Linked DNA regions of Sus scrofa: regions 1 and 3 are each linked to region 2. The links are chromatin contacts, called in public Hi-C and promoter capture Hi-C maps. All regions are on one chromosome and are shown on one strand. Each heading gives the region's core, a stretch centred on a gene start, on an enhancer-like site or on the middle of the called end of the contact. The rest is flanking DNA. Distances are from core to core; before and after follow the strand shown. Region 1 holds the start of FNIP1 (folliculin-interacting protein 1). Region 2 holds the start of HINT1 (histidine triad nucleotide-binding protein 1). Region 3 holds the start of CHSY3 (chondroitin sulfate synthase 3).

The links. Promoter capture Hi-C pulls out the DNA fragments that hold promoters and counts their contacts. Hi-C and Micro-C count contacts between places; a contact is called where the count stands out from the background.
Region 1: a contact with region 2 is called in a Hi-C map of alveolar macrophages, with 2.6 times the contacts expected there. The contact joins the promoter of FNIP1 here to the promoter of HINT1 in region 2. A contact is called at or near these places in 1 of 5 promoter capture datasets (liver), 4 of 47 Hi-C or Micro-C datasets (alveolar macrophages, embryonic fibroblasts, heart right ventricle and 1 more) and 1 of 2 datasets of contacts at active chromatin or transcription factors (alveolar macrophages).
Region 3: a promoter capture Hi-C map of fetal skeletal muscle shows a contact between it and region 2, with 8 times the contacts expected there. The contact joins the promoter of CHSY3 here to the promoter of HINT1 in region 2. A contact is called at or near these places in 1 of 5 promoter capture datasets (fetal skeletal muscle), 1 of 47 Hi-C or Micro-C datasets (heart right ventricle) and 1 of 2 datasets of contacts at active chromatin or transcription factors (skeletal muscle).

Annotation. Positions count from the first base shown.
Region 1 is chr2:134,091,503-134,094,752 of Sscrofa11.1, reverse strand. FNIP1 (folliculin-interacting protein 1) reads left to right here and starts at 1,345. Exons shown (of 18, transcript XM_021085414.1): 1 at 1,345-1,576. The coding sequence starts at 1,485.
Region 2 is chr2:133,474,093-133,477,497 of Sscrofa11.1, reverse strand. HINT1 (histidine triad nucleotide-binding protein 1) reads left to right here and starts at 1,685. Exons shown (of 3, transcript XM_005661623.3): 1 at 1,685-2,206. The coding sequence starts at 2,096.
Region 3 is chr2:132,534,116-132,537,673 of Sscrofa11.1, reverse strand. It overlaps CHSY3 (chondroitin sulfate synthase 3), which reads right to left and starts at 1,589. Exons shown (of 3, transcript XM_021084739.1): 1 at 690-1,589. The coding sequence starts at 1,491.

The sequences.
Region 1 (3,250 bases), core at 96-2,595, 620 kb before region 2:
GCAACTCCCTTTTTTGGGGTGGGGTGGGGTGGAGAATGTGGGCATCCATCAAAATTAATTTCTTAATCACTTATAAATAGTGCTTTTAAAATTCTTGTAACATTGAAACAGCATGTTATGTTATATGACCACTGAAATTCTTTGAGATGTTCTGCCTATTATTTTCTTCATTCTATATAAGATCACCTATTTTATAGAATAAACTATAGCTGCAAATCAGTGCGAGTTAGTAGCCACTTGAAGAGACAATTTGATTTGTATGCCTAAAATGAAATTCTCAACTATTTTAAGCTAACCTTCCAAACCACATAGCAGTAGTTTCCTGACATCCCTGTCAGAGAATTGCCACCCCGCGGTACAAAATTCCTTATCCTGGAGGGGCAGCAGGTGAATGAATAGTGGTGTTGAAAACATCTAAGAGCAATATGACCCAAACCCTGATAAATTTTGGATTAACCTACTTATTAGATTGTAAGATCATCTATGAGCAATGTTTTTCTTTTGAAAGGGTTCCTCCTATTAAACTCATTTGTTCAAATTCCACAGTTGCACTCTCTCTCCATACCTAGATATTAAGATTGAGCCTAAATCCTGAGCCTCTATGGCCAGCTCTTCCAAGAGGCTAATTCCTGGTACATCAGCGTTCGAGAAGCTATTGGAAACACGGAGGGCCGATGCGGGCAGTTTCTTGCCCAGGCCGTTTCTGCGGGGAGTACTGGCTTTGGCGAGTGTCTTAGCAGGGTCCTCAAGTGGACTGCATAAGCCAGCCCGGCGCTATCGAGCTCTGAGCTCATACCTCTCGCGGCCCAGCACGGTAGGGCCTACGGCCCTGGGTTTAAAGTCCAGGCCGTGCGGGGGTGGGGGCCAAGGGTACGCTCTCGCGCCTTGTCTGCTCCGGGGGCCGCGGTACTCTGCCAGGAGCAGATGGAGGTGTGAAGCCGCAAAGGCCAAGGAGGAGATGGCGGGGGAGGGTCGAGTACTCGTGGTGCCCTAAATCTCTCTTTGTCGTGGGTGCGGAGAACCTCTGCGCTCCAAAATGCCTGGCGTCGTCCCGGCGACACCCTGCCGTAGCCTCAGGTAGCAACCGAGAGCTTCACTGAGTAGAACCGGGACCCGCGCACACACCTCCTTCACTTCCCCAACCACCCGTCCGTTCCCCGCCCCTCCCCTCCGCGCACGCCCCGCTCCACGCACGCCCCGCCTCTTGAGCTGCCACGGGAGGCTATTCGGACGCCAGCCTATGGACGCCAGCCCCGCCCCGCGCCCCCGCCTTGCACCCTGCTCTGCGCGCCGCCACGTGATGCGGCTCACTGCCAGCCAATGGGCGCAGGCCTTGCCTCTCGCCCCGCCCCGCGCGCCGTGGCCGTTTGAAGTGACTAATTTCTGTCATATGACTGAGGCGCCTATGGGGGTGGCGGGGCAGCTCTAGGAGCAGGGGCCTGGCGAGAGCCTTGAGGAGCGACCCTGGCCTGGCCGTGGCCACCATGGCTCCTACGCTGTTCCAGAAGCTCTTCAGCAAGAGGAACGGCCTGGGGGCGTCTGGTCGGGATGCAAGAGACCCGGATTGTGCGTTCAGGTAGGCACTGCAGGGCGAGGGGCGCGAGGCCGATGGCCTGGTGGCCTCGGCTTCCAGAGGTGCTGGGGCTTTCGGTGTTCACGCTCGCGCGGTAGCGCCGCGCCAGGACCGGGATCTGAGCCGGCGGTCGGGAGGGGCCGAGCAGCTTTGTGCTGGAGTGTTCGAGCGAGCTCCTTTCTCCCCAACCCCCCAACCCCATGGCTGCCCCTTCCTCTTCGTCCGGGTGGGTTTGTTTACGCCTTGCTCGTCAGCCGCTCGCGGGTCTGCCCCACAGGACCGAGCATCGCGGCTGAGCTTAGGGTCCACACGCCTTCCTGGAGGCGCGTAGAGTTGGGCGCGGGCTGGATTGGACCTCAGCCGCCGTCCTCCGGGCGGAGTAGTTCTCCCCTCCTCCCCGTGCCCAGTCGTCCTCTGGGTGCTCCATTCCAGTTTGGTTGCTGTCGTGGAGAGAGCGGCACGTTTTGGCCAACCTTCCGAGTTTAGAGTAGGCTGTTTCAGTAGACAAGCTGCCATTCTTTCGCATTTCTTGTAAACCTAAATTGAAGGTGTGTAGATACCGGACCTAGTGGCCCTAATGTTACCGAAGGAGGGAGATACGTGAAACCTCAGAGGTTGTGGTTATTACTGACCAGAATGAGGCTGCGCTAAATCAAATGAAGCACAGCCATAGAATTGACCATCCTCTTGAGACTGTTACTAAAAATGAGTCTTTAAAGATTGAGACTGATAGCGACATATTTTGTGGTATTACAGGCTTTGTTAATTTTTGGTTGCAGTACCTGTTGCTGATAGGAAAACTTTAAAATTGTAAGACTTAATAATAAGCCTGAATTCCAGGTAAAATTTAGTTTCGAAACTTCTTTTGAAGATGAGATTATGTCTTCCAAACAGCCTTCATACTTGTTGCCGTGTGAAAGCTTGTGAATGTAACTAGGCTAAATGTCAAATATCACTCAATCTTGGTAGGGTAGCAAAGAGCCCAGTTGTACAGTAGTAGTAGGAAAAAATGAACATCTGTTAAATTTTGCAACACCCACAGTCTAAAATGACTGCACCACACTGGTTTAAAAGGTTTTGATAATCCTAAAATTATTCACTCTCGGTAATACAGGTCCCATTAATACATATTCAGTAAAGTAAAATTGAGGTATTAAATGGAAAGAAGTTTGACTTTTAGAGGAAGAAAAATGTAAATGGTGAACATCTTGGAACGGTGCTTCGAAAAGACAGTTATCTAGCTTTCGGTCCTTTCTACTGGGAAATAAATGTCTTGCCCTGTTCATCTAATGACTTTCTTTAAAGATTTCTTTGGTATTTTTATTTTGAAAAATGAAAGTGCAGTGTAGATCATACTACATTGAGCCATCTAGTAAGCCAAGGGTCAGTAGAAAGTAAGTTCAGGAGGGATATTAAAATATTTGAAGAGGCATTCTATTTCTGAGCAAAGATTCACTTTGGGGTACCCAAGTTTCCAAGCATCTCAAGTCATTGTTTTGAAAACAAAACAAAACTGTTTTTTGAAAATGTAAGTATTCTGTATGGTTGTGTAATACTACTTCAGAGTTGCTCAAGTGCTTTCTCATCGGTTATCTCATGTGATGTTTCACAACAACCTTGTGAGATAGGGCAAGTAGCAGTGTAGATAAATACATGATACTTCTTCCAGTGAAATTA
Region 2 (3,405 bases), core at 436-2,935:
TGAATTCTGTGATAAAATCCCTACCAGCATGAGTGAAATTATGATTTGTACTTTATAAAAATAATTTTGGGTGCTGTATGGCAAACTGACTATAGTGGAAGCAGATAAGCAAACTGGGAGGCTTTTGAAGTACACTAGGTGAGATATGATAGTGACTTGGATTAGGGTGGTATGAGTAGAGGAGGTGAAAAGGGATTAGATTCATATGTGCTAAAAATCCACGAAAAGAGGTAAGGATGATTTCAAGGCTTTTGCCTTGGCAATTTGGTGCATAGTATTATAGTTGATGTTGTATGCTGCAGGAAGAGGCTGATTGTTGTGGAAGAAGTAAAAATAAATTTGAAGTGCCTGGTAGATATCCCACTGAAGGTAGTAAGTAGGCAGAAACATGTATCATACACCAATCTGGAATTAAGGGGAGAGGCAGGTTGGGAGATAAATACTGGAGAGTCCTCGATCTGCAGATGATAAAGCCTCTGACTTAGCGAAAAATGACCATATTATTTATTGCCCAAACCGATACATATTCTTTTCAATTTTTAATTTTGACAATTTCAGGCTTACAGAAAAGTTGCAAGAATAACTGAATTTGCATACACCGTTCACTCAGTTTCCCCTAATGTTAAAATTTTTATTACAGTTGCTTTATCCTTTTTTACTGCTCTGCTTTTTTCTATGTTGACATTTTGGGGGGGAATCTCTTCACTGTGTGAAAGTGAATTGCAGATATGATACTTCTCTACTCATATATTATTCAGTGGGTTTATTCCTACAAAAATGACAATCCTTTTACATCAGTGGTTCTCAAAGCACAGTTCCTGGGCTAGCAGCAGCTGTATCACCTGGAAACTGTTAGAGACCTAAAATATAGGGCCTCACCCTAGATCAACTGATTTTGATAATTTTCCTGTGGGTATATTGGGGAAGTTAACATCTTTCGAAACTATTTCCCAATTTGTAAGCATTATTTATATTTCACCAATTGCCCTGGTGAATGTCTTTGATACAAAAAGTACCAAATGGGACACAGTTTTGTGATTAAAGGGGGCCTCTATGAAGAAAAAGTGGTGAAAGTATACTTTTTCATAATAAGGACACTTGGGGATTAACTGTTAGAGAGCCAAGAATGGAATTCATTAGGAGCTCTGGAATAGAAGGCTCACTCTGAAGGAGAAACAGCATCCAGAGAGGAAGGAGAGTGAAGGACTACTGCTGAAAAGAGGGAATGGTCAACAGTAATAAATGCTACCAAGAGGCTGAGTGGAATCGCCTAAAGAATTTTGTAAGTGAAGGTCTTTAGTGACATTGACAAGAGACAAATGGCTTCAAAAAAGGAAGATAAAGTGGACACAATATACAAAAATTATTTTTAAAAGAAGCAAAGCTACGGAGGGGGATATAGGGTTAAAGATTTTGTTCCTTTTAGGTGGGGCCTCTTACATTATGTCGATTACTGGTGGGAAATATTCTTTGCAGAACAGTCAAGGACGTTTACTAACAATGCCTGGGGCTCACCCCCAGAGTCTGATTTAACTGATCTGGGGTGTGGCCAAGTTCAGGTGATTTTTTTTTTTTTTACTTGATTCCCAAATGATGTGGACATGCAGTCAAGGCTGTGAACCACGGCTAGAGGAAAAAAAAAAAAAAAAAAAAAATTGACGCGGGAGGGCGTACCTCCTAGTCAAGACCTATGCACCTGAGGAATGAAGTATCATGGTGTCCCCGCCAGCAAAAACGGCCAGCACTGCTTGAGTTATCAAATCTTTTCAGTTACACTACCCAATTTTTCCTACAAGCGTCCATACGGCAAGTGCAGAGCTTACAGCAGTAACTCCACTCTCCGAGAGACAAGAAAGGAAGGAGGAAAAACGGCCTCGCCGCGGCCCCCGGGAGCCTTGGCTACGGAACCTCCCCGTCGCCGCCTCGCCCCACGGTGGCCCTAAGGCTCCGGCACCGCCGCCGCACCCCAGCGCGGGTCAGCAGTGCGCACGCGCAGGAGGTGCTGGGGCGTTTGCTCTCCCGCCCTCTGCGGGAACCGCCGGCTCCTCCCTCCTCGGACCTTCTCCCCGACCGGCAGCGCGGGAGGGAGGCCGAGATGGCAGATGAGATCGCCAAGGCTCAGGCCGCCCGGCCTGGTGGCGATACGATCTTCGGGAAGATCATTCGCAAGGAAATCCCAGCCAAAATCATTTATGAGGATGACCAGGTAGGCACCCGGCGCTGCCTTGCTCGTGGGCTGAGGCGAGACAGGCGCCCGTGGACACGCGGGTTTCCTCCGAGGGAAAAGAAGGGAAGGGTCGGGGGCGCCACGGAGAAGGGAAGGCACCCGGCTGCCTCGCGCGGCCTGGGCCGCGGGCCCCCAGCCAGCGGGCAGGGCCCGGTGGCTCCTAGGCGGCCGGCCGGCGCGTGCCGGCGCTCCGGTTACGCGTTATCAGCCCCGGGCGCGGGCCGGGCCGCCGGCACCCGCGGGCCCACATGGCGGGGTCTGGGCGCGTGCGGGGGGCGCGCGCGGGGTCCTCCGCGTGGGCGCCAGCCAGCTCCCCCTGGGCCTCGGACCTCGCCTGTGTCAGGAATCTGACAATCTCGCCCGCGCTCTGCCTGACAGGGAGAAACCCGATCGCTCCTTGACTCGGGCCCAATCTCCGCGATCTCCCGCGCACAGCCGGCCTGCCCAGCTCTCCCGGGCGCCGCTCCGCGGCTCTGCGCTAGGCGGCCTGGGCGCCAGGCCTGGGGGCTGCGGAGGGCGCGGACGAGCTGGGCCTGGGCGAGGGCTGGCCAGCGCCCTCCCACCCCCGACCCGCCGCGGACTCCGGAGGCGACAGTGGGCCTGCAACTGGGATTTGCTTTCCTTTGGCCCCTCCCTGGAAGAATGGCTCCTTTTATGGTTTACAGGAAGCGGTTTTATGCCAAGAGATTGAAGATAGAGTTTTTGTTGACCTGGCTGTAGGTGAAATTGTTTTAGAAAGGACGAGTTGATTTGACCTGGAGACATCTTGTATAAAATTTTTAGTGAGCGATAATAACGGGTTTGAATCTCAGATAAAGCAGGACAGGAGGTAGGCTGATTTAGATAGAAGTTTTGTAAACTATTTAATACATTTATGAAATATGGAATATAAGGAAACATGTTACTAGCAGTGTCCTTAGAGTCAGAACATCTAAGATTTAATGCCTCGAGGTAAATTTACTCAAATACCTTTATTTGTCAGGAAAATTCTATTTTAGAAAATGTGTATTTCTTTTAAAGTATTTTCAGCTGCTTTTAGTAAATGATTGTTGAAATATTGACTTTTGAACGATGAAGTCCCAACAGTATAACAGCATGAAGCCATCTAAATGATACAGCATTTTGTACGGAGTACCAGGTAGAATGACTCCTGAGACAGTTAAGCAAAGATAGCAGCT
Region 3 (3,558 bases), core at 340-2,839, 940 kb after region 2:
AGGGGTCAGGGACGGCTTGACGCTGCACTGTGGTGGTGGGAAGGAGCTGCGCGCCGGAGCAGGGGGGTTCTCAAGGACTCCCAGTGCTTTGAGGGTCGTGCGAAAGGACCGCACAAGGAAGGGGGTGGGACAGCGAAAATGATTCCTCGATCTCACCAGTTCCGAAACTGTGCTAGATCCAGTTAAAGCAAAAGGGTAGGGGAATAAGCAAGATCACCGATCTCCAGTCTGGCTCTCGCCTGCATCCTCCATCCGCCCTTTCGCCACTGAGGACACGCCCCTCCGGACCGATGTGGGGAAACTACCACCACCGCGGGCTTTCAGAGCAGGGTGGAGTGGGAAGAGCCTCAGGTTTAACCCTGAGGTCCCTTTCCTCACCTTCCTACACGAAAAAGAGTAGGAGCGAGGGATGGGCGTTAACAGGAACGGCAAGAATGAGGAAGGCAAAAAGAGCGGGGCAGGTGTGAGAAGGGTCCAGACCGCAGGAGAGGAGGAGGAGCGGACCAGAAATGGTGGGCGGACGCGAGCGGTGGGGGCGACCGGTTGGGGGCTGCAGGAGCCGGGAGCACATGCTGGCAGAGAAGCAGAGAGGGGCTGGCAGGGATTGAGGCTGGGCAGGGAATGGGGCTGGTTGCAGAGAAAGGAGTTGGGAAGGCGGGGAGGCGGGACAGCCAGTGCTGGGAGGTCACCTTTAATGTAGACATCGTCGTCGGCGCGCATAAACCACTCATACTTGTCCAGGTAGTGGTCGTGCATGTACTTGATCATCATGAAGGACTTTTTCTGGGGAGGGTAGGAGTCGTCCACCCCAGGTAGCTCGATGACAGGCAGGGGTGGCGGGGGTTGGCCAAGACCGGCGTTGGGAGGCTGCTGGCTGGAAAAGAACTCCACGCGGCCGGGGATGAAGCGCGCCCAGGTCCGCTGCGCCGCCAGCGCGCGACTGCCCAGGTACTTCTGCGCGGTCATCACCCCCACGTATAGGAAATCCCGGGGTCGGGAGCTCGGGGCGGTGGCGCCCCCGTCCCCGCTGCCGTTGTGGCTACTCCCGGGCCGGCCGCCTCTCCGCTGCCCGGCCGCACCCCCGTCCTCCTCCTCGGGTTCCCCTTCGGCCACCGGGGCTCCGGGGAGCCCCGTCGCGCCTCCCGACTCGCGTCCTCGTCGCCGCTGCTGCAGCGGAGGTAGCTGCTGCCAGGGGCTGCTCCGAAAATTGGTTCCCCCGGGCGCTGCTTCAGGCAGCTGCGGCCCCTGGAGCTCCTGGCGCGCTGGGGGCGGCGACTGCTCCGGCCACGGCCGCGCATGAGGCTGGGGGAGCGGCTGCTGCGCGCCGGGGCCAGCGGCGGAGCGGCCGTAGTAGGAGCAGAGGCTGGAACCGCGTCTCTTCCTCTCGCTCAGCTCGGCCACTCTGGGGGCGATGAGCCAGGACGCGGCGGTGAAACCCAGCACCAACCCCAATGCCACGCTCATCCACGGGCGGCGGGAGCGCACGGCCATCGCGGTTGCCCCGGGCGCGGACGCTCGCTGAGTGGCTGCGGCGCGGCGCACGGGTCTGTCGGTTCACACCCGCCCCTCCTCCGCCTCAACGCCCCCAGCCCCAGCCGCTGCCCGCCGCCCAGGCGCCGACCCCGGCTCGGGGTCGCAGCGCTCCCGGCGCCTAGCCCGCGGTGGGTTGCGGCTGTCAGCCGCGCTCCCCGCTCCGCTCTGGGTCCGTGTTCTGAGCGAGGAGGGTCGGGAGTGAAACTTCTCCCGGCGGCGGCGTTGGCGGCGGCGGCAGCAAGAGGAGCTGCAGAAGGAGGAGGAGGTGGAGCGGCGGCAGCAACGCGTCCGCTCCTAGGCTGCCACCCTGTCACTGGCGCGCCTGGTCCCTCCCTCCTCTCCCTCCTTCCCGAGCCCCCGCCCTCGCTCCCCCCGCCGCCAAGCTCCGGACTGGCCCGAAGGAGGAGCCACGAGCACCGCCGCTGCCAACCTGGGGGAAGCGCGGGCCGCGGTATTTCCCCGTCACCCGCCCTCGGACGCCCCCGGCCCGCGCCTCGGTCCAGAGCCGGCCTACTCTCCGGAAGGAAATGATCCCGGTCGGGCCGCCTCCGGCTTCCAACGCCGACGCCCCCTCGTTCCTCCTCCCGCGGCCCCAGTTCTCCATCCCATTTCCCGTCCCGTCCCGCCCCTCCGCCAGCCTAGCAACACCCGCGTCCGGGGGCTCCGCTGCCCTCCTCCCAGCACGTCGGCTCCACTGACCTCATCGGCGGAGCTCGGGTCCCAGAGCCCCCGACGAGCGCCCGCATCTCCCTCCCAGCTTGCCTCCCCCTGCCCACAGCTGGTTACGTCCCGGCGTGACCCTTCCCCATCCTGCCCCTCCCAGGTTCCTCTCTTCGCGTTTTCGGTCCTTTTCGCGTTTCTCTACAGGCTGCCACTTCGTGTCTTCTCTCTCCACTCCTTCTGCGCTCACTGCTCAGGAAACCATCTGTCTTACTCTAGCACCTCTCCACCCAGCTGTACCAACTCCTCAGTCCCTGCTAGCATCCTTCACCACTTTCACCACTACTCCCCAGTCTTACGTAGAAGCACCATGATCACTCTGTGTCTCTTCTAAGAAAATCGCGGAGGGCTTGGAAATACCTATCGAAAGGCTAGAGGTGGTCACAGTGAGCAGGAGCTTAATCCTCAAAGAAAATAAAAATTTCATGTTCCCCACCTGTTGAGCTGGGACACGCGGGGCTGCCTCGCGGTTTCCCACCCCCATCCTGCACCCAGTTCTCCATTGGTTTCTAGTCTAAAAGTGAGAACCACGAACTATTTTCAGTCTTGGTAGAGACTAGTTCAGTAGGATTGGCAAATGATGGAGAAATGGGAGCACACAGAGCCAATGCCTGGAAGATTCATACCAAGAAAATTCTTATTCCCCCCAAACAACTAAACTTAACCAGAAAATGAAATAGAAAATGTAGTTTTTGGTCTTGCCTATAAAGCATTTTCTTTTCTAAGGCAATGACAGGAAATGTTTTACCTCTCCAATTAGGGAGGAAGAAAATCTCCAGCAAAAGAATCTCAAAAAAAGGTTAAATTGTCTTGGCCAAAATCACTGAAAGTTATATATGAAGACATTACCTGAAGCTATGTGACATTTTGAAGAAGGGGGCATTTAAAAGCTTTCTCTCCAGAAGCTGTGATACTAACTACAATCTGAGGTGCATTTGCCATCCCAAACTCTTTGCTCTTCAGATTTCAGTCTTCTGTTTTCTGCATCAAACGCAAAGGGATGGTATTGAATGGCATTAGACATAGGGCTTGATCCAGCAAGGTGCTGGCAGCGTCCTTGGAACAGTGGGCCTGCCTGGAGCCCTTGGAGGGGTGGTTCTTTCCACACCAATAACTGGCTGTGCATGAGCACGTCTGACGAAATGTTTCATCTGCTGGACAGTGAAGCTCCTTTTCCATGTCTAGGTCTTGCCCAGAAACACTTGGGAATACAGATTATTGGCCTCTTTCTCCAAGTTTAATTTTAGTGAGAATACAAAACTAATCAAAAGAATAGGCCCCTTCTGATTTAAAAATACATCTTCC